2 separate regions of the Mus musculus genome follow, and region 1 is linked to region 2. Evidence: chromatin contacts called from public HiChIP or PLAC-seq data. All regions are on one chromosome and are shown on one strand. The core of a region is the stretch at or near the end of the contact, and the rest is flanking DNA. Distances in the headings are between cores, read along the strand shown.

Region 1 (5,207 bases), core at 1,998-4,497, 200 kb after region 2:
ACACAGCATCCGGGACCTCTCTGTGGCAGAGCCAGTGATTCAAGGACATGCCACAGAACCCCCAAACCAGCAACACATCAGTTTTTAAAAAAGAGTCTATTACAGTGAAGTTGATGAAAGTCTGGGAGAAAACCAGGGTAAAGAAAGAGTTAGTGCTTTGTTGTTCTGTGTGACTCTCTGCGTCTCTCTCTCTCTCTCTCTCTCTCTCTGTGTGTGTGTGTGGGGGGGCTTGGAGCAGGAGCCCCAGCCTCAGGTTTGCAGCTTTCCAGGGTAGGTAGGTGCGGGTGTAGACTCGTCCCCTGTCTTATATTAATTACCTGCATTGCCTGATTAGGAAGGCCAACTGTATGCAACCCGAGGGCCATCACTGATGTGATGCTGGATCCTCAAGCACTGAGGATCCCCCCTGAGCAGACATGGCAGGGGTGCCCTACTCCATGCTGTCATGGTTTACTGACCTCCGACAAAATGCTTATAGTCTTTAAGGAATGTCAGAGCTGGAAGGGACCTCAGCAGTCCCTAACCTGTAACTTCCAGGAGGTATTTGGAGACCTAGAGATAAGGGAGTCCCAGTGAGTGTGTGCCATCGATCCCAGGCTTCCTGATGTCTAAACAGCATCCTCACTATCCCACATCCCACCACCCTTCCATGGGTACACCCAGAGCCCAGGCTCCAGCATGCCAGCCCGTGTCACATGACCCAAGGCTATTCCAGGATGCTGGAAGTGGAAGAGGCCAGCCATGCAAGGAGAAGCGTAAGGGAGGCACATAAAGGAAGGGACATTGGTGGCTTCCTAGTGAGGACATTGAAACTAGGACAACACCTGTGACAAAATAAATGGCAGCCAGAGAACATAAGACCTGAGAACAGATTCTTTAGCTCTCACCTTTCTTTTTTTTTTTTTTTTGTTATTTTTGTTTTGTTTTTCAAGACAGGGTTTCTCTGTGTAGCCCTGGCTGTCCTGGAACTCACTTTGTAGACCAGGCTGGCCTCGAACTCAGAAATCAGCCTGCCTCTGCCTCCCAAGTGCTGGGATTAAAGGCGTGTGCCACCACGCCCGGCAGCTCTCACCTTTCTTACTCTCTTCTCTAGCCCTCCTTCTCTCTCTCCCTTTCCCCTCTCTCCATGTGGCCATGGCTGGCTTCTCTCTTTGTACCTTCTCTCTGTTTCTCCCTTCCTTTCTACAATAAATCTCTAAAACCATTAAAAAACAAAAAACAAAACAAAAAATCAAAAAACTGAGAACAGACCAGAACATGGCCTCTGTGGATGCTGGCCTGCACATCACAGAACTTGGAGATGACTAGAGGAGACCCTTTAAAGATCTGAGGGAGAAGCTAAACCCACATGGGAAGTGGGCAAGCCGGGATCTGTCATATCCCTGCTTGATTCAGGGTAGCTCTTTGATTGGACCCTCCCTCTTTTATATTCCTTAGAGACAAGATGACAGGGATCAGGTTGGCTGTGGCTGCTAAGGAACAGGTGGGCGGTGCTAGCAAGGATCTGGAAAGTTATCCACTTCTAGGGTCCCCCTCTAGCTGGACTTGGGGGGCCTCACTTCCACTCCTATCCCAGAGCAATGAGAATTAGCACTCATGGGGCTCCCTCCCCTGTGCTCAGCTCTCTGCCCATCCTCAGGGCTTCCAGGTTCTCCAAGGAAGCCATGCTAACTGGCTTGCTGTGCCCCACGAGCTCCCTAGAGCAAACCTGACTTAGTTCTTGATCCTAGCAACTTGTGACATGAACACGTCAGGGATGTCACAGAAGGGGATGTAACTAGCTATCCAAAGTGATTGGCCCCTGACCACAGGCCTCTGCAGCCAAATTAGAGTGGATGAAAGGCCTGGATGCAGGCGCTGCTCTCTCTGGGGGAGAAGGGAGGGAAAGGTGATTACCCCATAGGTTTGAGGCTTTAATTGATTTGTATTTTTCCAGGCTGCTAAAGAAGATTAGATCGCAGTATGAAAAGCGCCTAGGGCTTAAAATAAATGAGCGGAGACGAAAGCCACTTCAAAAATGTCCAGGAAGCACACTGAACCCCCCCCCCCCCAGTGCAAGCTGCAGTGTGGCTGCTGCTTTCTTTGTTGGGGAGGCCTCATCTTTGCTTCCCCAGCTGACAAGTCTACCGAGGCCTGAGGCCTTTGAGGAAGCAGGTCTCGGGGACAGAGGGCTGCGCTGTGGCTTTACATGGGCAGGTGTCATTATCCCAGGTCAGAACGCTAGCTCTCAGCCTTGAGGCTCCCTCTGATTTCATTCTCAGCCCCTGGGCAAGACTTTTCCCCTTTGCTAGGCCTTAGCCTCTGTTTCTGTAAAAGGTGGGGGATTGGATAGAAACTCTTCAAGCTATTGAAACTTCCTCTCTGTGCCCAGCAGCTGTCGAGGGAAGAAATCCAGAAAGAGGAAATGACTTGCCCAAAGCCACCAGCTAACTCCTCTGGCCTGTCTTATTCTGCAGTGTCTTGTCTGTCTTCGGAGCAGAAGGTTTTCATCTGACTTGACACTGCCTGGTGCTGTGGCCCCCGGAGCCCCTGAGAGCTCCTCCAGCTTGACCCATGCAAACAGGTGAGCTACAGGAGCAGGAGTGACTCGGTCCCCAGCACTTGCTGCTCTTCCAGAGGGCCTGGGTTTAGTTCTCAGCACCTAGATCTATTGGCTCACTGCTTGCAACTCTGGCTCCAGGGTTCCAAAGTCCCTTTCCCAGCCTCTGCTCTTCCTCTGTCCCACCCTTATACACATTAATACATAAAGATAAAACTTGTGAGACAGGAACGATTGTTGTCCAAAGTGAGGTGAGATTAAGATTAGTCTAAAGATTAAGTGAGATATCACTATGTACCCACACTGTCCACTCCCTATAGGCCAGTCACTGTCGGGGACTTCAGGGTAGTTGTGGGAGGAATGCCTGAGTGTTCCCCACTGCTCAGGGTAGAAACTTAGGCTCACTGTAAATCTGTCAAATTTACAACATCTAGAGTTGGACTTGTGGCTATCATCGTAGGCTGTGTGTACCTCCCTCTGGGTTACTACACAGAGTCCTTCCTCCACGATGCCACCCTTGCCTCTTCCACAGCTACACGCAGCTTTCCTCCCCCTAGGCCAGGACACCTCCACCTCTTTCTCCCCCACTCCCATAGTGTTTTCGACCCAGCTCGTCGCCGGCGCTCCATCCCCCTTTACCCTGGTTTGACTTGGACTGGCCTTCGCCTCACAGAGTGCCCAGAAGCTTGCAGTGCCTCCGTGGGTGTGCGGCCCCGAGGGCGGGAAGGCCCCTCAGGAAATGGGCGTGGGCGGGGTCGAGGCCATAGAGGCCAGGCAGGCTTGGCCGATTGTGACCACAGGTGCTATGGCAACCCGGTCACATGACTCGGCCGGCCGCCCAAACCAGGAGACCCGCCCAGTTTCCCCCCACCCCCACCCCCATATGATCTGGGCGCATATGACTTTTCCTCCTGTAGAAACCGGTCCCACGTCTGCCCCAGCGTCTTTCATTTAAAGATGGGGAAACTGAGATCCAGGGAGCAGGGTCAGCTTCCAGCGCCCAGATCCGCACAGTTGGCTACACCAGAAGCAGGATTTATTCTGTCATCCGATCCCCCATTGCTCTGTAGCTCCACAGGCGTTCTGGGGTTTGCTTTGTGGCCCTGGGGAGGGAGAGCCGACTGCAGATCAGGACCTCGGTGGATGGAATCCGGGACCAGGACTCGCCCCAGCTGAGGCGCTCACCGATGACGCATAGCTTGGCGTCCCAGCAACGCCGTTACTAAGGAGCGGAGCGCTGTCGGAAACATGGATGCAACCACAGCCCCTCATCGCATTCCCCCGGAAATGCCTCAGTACGGGGAAGACTACTACATTTTCGAGATGATGCAGGTGATCAGGCGCCCGAGGATAGGGAATACGGCTACCGGGCCGGGCCGGCAGCATGGTCTGGGGGGAAATCCCTTTCCTCAGTTTCCCCACCTGTGAAATGGCGCAGTAGTCTCCAGGGCCTCTTCTGGCATTGTATGGGAAACCTCAGCCGGTTCCTGAGCCCTGAGTCTTACCTAAGCTGGGCCTTGGAAGCCCTAACAAGCTAGGCTCACCCACCTCACTCCAAGACCAGTTAAAGAGATAAGCAACAGAAAAAAAGAAAAAGTCAGAGAAAGGCTTATTTCCTGTGACCACAATGGAAGGAGGAACACGTTCAAGAAGTTCAGTGACCTGCTTCCCGGGGCTAGTTTTGGGGTCCACACAAGTCTAGTGTGATCCCGCACCTCACTGACCCATATCTGTCTCCGTTCCACTCCCTCCTGCAAGGTGGTCTGACAAGTTGGAGGAAAACTTCCCAGGAGACCCGCCCCTCTGGCTGGTGCCAGCCTTTTCCTTCTCCTGGCATGAGGTTCCTGGGAAATTCCAGTTCCCAGGACCAAACCGATTGTCTCAGCCGTCAGGCAAAAGACACATGTGTTTTGTCTCATGAGGGTGTCTTTGACCCTGTTAGGACAAGTAGGGGACCGTATAAGTTTTAGATGGCATCCCTATCCAGGTGGTCTCCTCTGGGGCAGCATATTTTCTACATAGCCTCTATCCTCAGAATTGGCCTTTTGAAAGCCCTCGTCCCTCATCCCTTATACTAGCTCCCAGCTTGTCCTGGTTCCCAGGCAACTGTGGCCTTCAGCCAAACCATATCCCCATCTATGTGTGCTCCAGTTTTTGACTTGTGCTCTCCAGAGGTGAAAGTGACTTTTAGGGGCTGGACCGATGAGCTGTCTAACAGTCAGTGATTCTGGGGGCCGCAGGCAAACTAGAGCTCAGTTTCTAGTACCCTATACTGCAAGCCTAGCATGCACACGCGCACACGTGCGCACACACACACACACACACACACACACAGACAGAGAGAGAGAGAGAAGGAGGGGGACACCGTGCTGGCACATGAGCCCAGGCCAAGGAGCCTGAGTCTACTGAGCAAGCTCCTTTGGAAAGTGTTAATGGAGGGGAGACCAAGGAGTGGCCAGCCACAAATAAAACAGCAAATCTGGGGGCACGAGAGGGGTGATATATGATCCTGGCCTGCTTTCTTGTTGGATTGGTGGGGCGATAACCAGAATACTTTATCTTATTATCATTTATTTTCAAATAATCTTAGACTTGGGAAGTTATAAAAATGGCGTTCACCTCTTGTCTAGCTTAGGCCGTGTAACCTTGGTCTTCTCAAAGCCGTGAA
Region 2 (5,578 bases), core at 157-2,656:
CCATCATCTCGTCCAAATAAAGTGTCACAACTACACCACAGGAAACAAGTAAGATAAACAAGACCAACACAGGGCGTCCTACACGCGATTTCCAGAGACGCCTGATACTGTTTGTACCAGGCAATTGCTGAACCCTAGCAGCTGCTGGGTTGAGAAGGACCGTTTCTGATCTAACCTCCCAGCGTGACTCGGAGCGCCCTCCAGCGTCCTTTGGCCCATGACACTGACACGTCTGCCCGTCACAACAGCAACCTGGATGGGGTCTCCTAGAAGACACCAAAACCTGAGACCAGTCCAAAACCAAACCTGAAACCTGAAAACCAGTTGTCCCCTTCCAGGACTTAACAGATACAGACTGTGGATGCAGACAACATGAAACAGAAAGTAACACAGACCTGCTCGAGCATACCTCTGATTTCTTCGCCAATTGTGGGTCTGGGGGCGCACAATCTCGCTGGGGCCTCCAATTGTTGGACCCCAGGGGCCCAAGTGTTGAGAACGCGACCCCCAGAAACACAGCTTGACGACAGGTCGCTGCAATGACAAGAGGTTTTTATTTCGTAGCACGTGGGGTTGCTCAGCCTCGCAGGGAGAGTCAACCACGATTGTCAAAAGTACAGCTTTTTTATACTCTTTTGAAGGGCGGTTACACAGCTATATTATTATTGGCTAGCAAAGCAACAGTATATTTTTAATTTTAGTGGTCAGCTATTGATGTGCCAGAAACTTTGTCAGCAAGGTCGGTTTACCTTAGAATTCAAACTGAGGCAGGGGTCCCAAGGACTGATATTTTTGTCATGGCTAATTCTTGAGAGCAGCTAATCTTGCTCTGGCAGCTGTGGTCATCATGACCGCTAGTCAGTCCCTCCAGATGGGGAAGGGGCCGGGTGGTCTTGAACTTGTTTACATTGGCAGGGAAAGGGAAAATTCTTGAAGCAGCAGGGGGAAGGGAGAAGCTCTGCAAACAGCTTTGGTGCACATTAGCCAAGCTAAAACTATATTTCTTCAGACTAAGAAGAGACAGGGCCTTGGCCAGATTCAGAGACTCTGGTTCTCCCTTTCCTTGACTTTCTGAAAGTTTTTCTCCAAAATCATACCTCACATCTCAGCCTGTGTTGGGAGACCTACCATCCCTGCCTAGGAGCTGTACGTTCCGCAGGCTGGGTTGGATTTAGAAGAACAGAGAAGTTACTGACAAGGTTCAAGCACAGGCAGGGCAAGGCTGAAGGCATGGATGGGTGGGACTCAGGTGGCTTTCAGATCTCTAGGTACTTGCCTGCTCCCAGACTTACTTTGCTCCGCCCCAAGGACCAGGAATCCTGCTGTGTGCTGGGTTGGGCCTGGGGGTTGTGCTCTGGGAAAGAGTCCAGTTCCTGTTTTCTGGGCTGAGGTTTGCTCCTCCTTCTGTCCTAAAGCTTGGTCAGCCCAAAGGGAGTGGTTCTATAATCCCAAAGACAGTCTCATCTGCTCTGCCCTACCCGACTGGGTCCTTGCACCGTACCCCACCGCAGCCGCTGAGGAGGAGGAGGAGGAAGAGGAGGAGGAAGTCCCAGTGCCAGAACAAGCTGGACAAAGTTCAGGTACTCCTCTGCAGCCCCAACTTCTGGGTTGGACCTGCAGGGTTTGGGTCTGAGTTTGTCATCTGCTTCGCAGTTCTGTGCAGCTCGAGTCTGAGCCTGAGGCTAGTGAGGCAGAAATGGTGAGCTGGGAAGGGAAACTGGGGTCCCAGGGGGCAAGAGAGGGCAAGAGAGGGCAAGAGAGGGAAGGCAGAGCCCTAACCTCCAGGACTCCAGATCTGGGAACTTTCTCCGATTTCAGGCTTACCACACTCTCCTCTCCTTGGCCTGGAGCGTTATCTCATCTTCCCCCAACCCTTTGGTGGTGAAGAATCACCAAGCAAAAGGTCTTTGAGCCAGATTGCTTAAGCACCTTCTGCCTGTGTCACAAAGCTCAGACCCCACCTCTCCCAAGTGGCCAGAAGTAGCTTTAGGAAATTAAGGGTTTGCCTCCATGAACTTAAGTCCCTGGGGACACTGTCCCAGTCCGTTGCTAGGTGATTCTTTGTCGCCCTGTTGATGAATGGGCAGAGCCTAGACATAGACCACTGCCTGGGGATGACATCCTAGCTGCCACTGAGCTCCTGGCCAGCTGAAAGAGGGAAATAATTGGAACATTTCTTTGCAGGCGTTTCTAAGACCTCAAGTGAGGTAGGCCCAGAGCCTGACAGACCTAAGGCCCTAGGGGTTTCTGAAAGTGCCCAGTTTCTATTCTGCACCCAGTGATGACCCGCCCAAGACTGGCCCAGGGCCTAGCGTTCTTCCTGCTCGGTGGCACAGGTCTCTGGGTCCTGTGGTGAGTTGCTACTTGGAATCTCTTCCATGCCCTTCTCAGTTCTCCTGCCTCCTAAATGTGATAGTCAACCAGTTCCTCAGGACCCATCAACTCTCGAGGCTCAGGATCCTCCAGCCTCAGGAAGGCTAACTAGTTTTGGCTTTTGTGTTTTGCCATGGTTTGGGTTTTCCCAGCCTTTTATTTGCCATGTTTTCTGCCTAGACTGTCCTTCAAACCATGTTGATAAGAAACCCTGTTCATGTTCCTAAAGTAACCCCTATTGGCCTTGTGGGGGAGTTATGGCCACTGCATGTCTCCTTACCGTCTGTCTGTGGGAAGCCATGCTTCAAGGACCTAGTCATACCATGAGTGACTAGCTATGTGGACAAAAAGACAGCTACACACTAGGCCCTATGCTAGATATGGGTCCTTACTCTGCAGTCAACTGCCATGGAGTGACAGGACTCTTTACCAAATGAAGGTCTTTGCTCCTAATGAAGTGCACAAGTGAGGCCATCCTTTAAGGTAGTATAGCATTTAACAGGTGTTTTTCTTTCTAGGAAGTTTATCAAGGACTGGCTGCTGGTCTCCTACATACCCTATTACCTCCCCTGCCCAGAGTTCTTGTAAGTACTGGATAAGAGAATTTGGCTACAGTGTGGGGTGACCATATTTGGAGAGACAGGAAATCTTTTAGGTTGATGTTGTCTAAGGGGACCTGTAGCCTTAACTTATGGCTCTGAGCAGTGCTCCTTAGAGCTGCCGTAGACTCGAGCTGAGAACCGGAGATTCCAGCCTTCCAACATACTGCTGAGCTCAGCCTACTTCCTCTTTAGACATTGCTGCACCACTCTGGGTCTCCTTTGCTGCTTGCTGTGTGTTAGACGGGAGGGTAGACATGCCCCTCCTGGGCTGATGCTTATGAGGAGCCTGGTGTTCTGGTACCTAGAAGGTGGTCAGTAGAGAGTCCTGCTAGGAAGGAACCTCTTGCTCCATTTTGTGTGGATGCAGGGGGAACTGAGTGGCATTGGGCTAAAAAGGCCTTCCCCATTTGGTGAACCTGTTTGATAGCCAAGGGAAAAGATCTTTTGTGTTTCATAATAGCTAAAGAAAAATTAAGCATCTAGATTATAGGCTATTTTATAACATGGGTGATTGATTGACTAATAGATTGATTGATAGATTGATATTTTTCTGAGATACAGTTTCTCTGTGTAGCCCTGAATGTCCTGGAACTTGCTTTGTAGACCAGGCTGGCTTCAACTTCAGAGATCCACCTGCCTCTGCCTCCTGAGTGCTGGGATTAAAGGTGTGCACATCACTACCTGGCATGACACATTTTATTAAAAACAGAATAATCCTTGTCCAGATGTTTATAACAGGATCCCAGAGTTCTGGCCCATGATCAAGGAGCCGCTATGTTGAATTTGTTGATGGCTTTCTTGTTGGCAAGTCTCCAGGCAAGTACACGGCATTGTATGCTAAGAGATAGAGGTTTGTGTATATGTTTTGGACTCTTTCTTTTTTGTTTTGAAGACAGTTTTGTTTTGCTTTGTTTTGTTGTTGTTTTGTTTTTTTTTGAGATGGGGACAACCAAGCTAACCTTGAATTTATTATTTATTATTTATTTATTATTACCTGGGATTAAAGGTAGTATATATTATCATACCTGGCTATTATTATTATTATTGGTTTTTTTTTTTTTTAGACAGAATTTCTCTGTGTAATTCTGGCTGTCCTAGAACTCACTCTGTAAACCTAGCTGATATTGAACTCACAAAGATCGGCCTTTGCCTTCTGATTGCTAGGATGAAGGGCATACGGCAATACCACCTGGTTATTATTATTCTTTATTAAGTGTCTACATGTCTCTGTACCATGTGCCTAGTGCCGCCAGAGGCCAGAAGAGGATGTCATATGCCCTGGAACAGGAGTTGTAGGTGATTGTGAGCCACCATGTAGGTATTGGGAATGCAACCCAAGTCCGCTCAAGAGCAGTCAGTTCTCTTAACCGCTGAGCTAGCTCTTCAGTTCCTATACAGGATCTTATGTAGCTCAGGCTGTCTGCCTGTCTTAGTCACTGTTCTGTTGCTGGGAAGAGACACCATGACCAAGGCAGCTCTTATAAAAGAAAGTGTTTAACTGGGGGCCTACTTGCAGCTTCAGAAGTTAGTCCATTATCATCATGATGGGGAGCGTGGCAGCATACAAGCGGGCATGATGCTGAGAGCTACCCCGTGATCTACGGGCAGCAGAGAGAGAGACTGGGCTGGGCTGGAACCTTGAAACCTCTAACAAGGCCACACCTATATGACCTGATGGGGACCATCCTTATTCACACCACCACACTGTCCTATTAGGTTTCTATTCCTGTAACAAAACGTCATCACCAAAAGCGGGGTGGGAGAAAAGAGTTTCTTGGCTTATATGTGTCCATCATAGCCCATCACAAAGGGGAAGTCAGGCAGGAAGATGGAGGCAAGAAATGATGATACAAAGGCCATGGAGGAGTGCGGCTTCTGTAGGCCTATATTTTTCAAAACCTACTTTAATAATGGTTCTTAAACCCTTTAACCTCCCTTCTAGCCTATCACCCACCAGAGGTAGTGGGAAGGAAGGGCTAATGGGGCAAAGGAGAACCTGTTTAGAAACAGTTCTTTGGGACTGTATTCTTGTGCATCATTCCCTAACGTAGCTAAAGCATGTCTGGACTTGTCAGAGAAAAGAAATTATTGTCAGGATGCACAGAATGCTGAATCCTAGTGTGACATCCTCTACTTGATTCTGACTGCTTCCTCAGAACACCTTTATCTTCTGAGCAGGGACACAGTAGATAAAGTTCAGAGAAAGGCATGAAGAGCAGAGACAAATCATGAAGGGCCAGATACTTTGCACTCACAGTATTGTCGAATACCTTTCTGGAATAAGCACTCCGACACCAAAGAGAGTGGAGGAGAAGGGTCTCCTGAAAGGGACCCAGTTTGTACTCACATTTTATTCTCTAACACCACAAGGCAAGGCAGGCAAGCAAACAAGATTTTACAGAGGCTAATGTCACAGTCTGCAGGCGGCTAAGGGCAAAGACACATCAGCTTGGTTATTTCTCCAGCTCATCCTGTAGCAAGTGAAGTCATGCTTGGCAGATAGGCAATTCAAGCAGTGCTTTAAGTAAATCACTAAATAAATCAATATATCAGTATTTAATAATTAGCCTTTTCTTCATTGTTCTACTTTAAGAGGAGATACC

What was found. HiChIP or PLAC-seq counts read pairs in DNA pulled down with a chosen protein or histone mark.
Region 1: a contact with region 2 is called in an H3K4me3 HiChIP or PLAC-seq map of bone marrow-derived macrophages, with 4 times the contacts expected there. The contact joins the promoter of Spaca9 here to the promoter of Gbgt1 in region 2. A contact is called at or near these places in 1 of 39 promoter capture datasets (liver), 1 of 115 datasets of contacts at active chromatin or transcription factors (bone marrow-derived macrophages) and 1 of 9 other capture datasets (adipose tissue).

The regions. Positions count from the first base shown.
Region 1 is chr2:28,696,404-28,701,610 of GRCm38.p6, forward strand. Spaca9 (sperm acrosome associated 9) reads right to left here and starts at 3,248. Exons shown (of 5, transcript NM_027283.1): 1 at 3,179-3,248. Ak8 (adenylate kinase 8) reads left to right here and starts at 3,758. Exons shown (of 13, transcript NM_001033874.2): 1 at 3,758-3,871. The coding sequence starts at 3,788.
Region 2 is chr2:28,495,485-28,501,062 of GRCm38.p6, forward strand. It overlaps Gbgt1 (globoside alpha-1,3-N-acetylgalactosaminyltransferase 1), which reads left to right and starts at 1,407. Exons shown (of 7, transcript NM_139197.2): 1 at 1,407-1,580; 2 at 2,185-2,352; 3 at 2,892-2,957. The coding sequence starts at 2,282.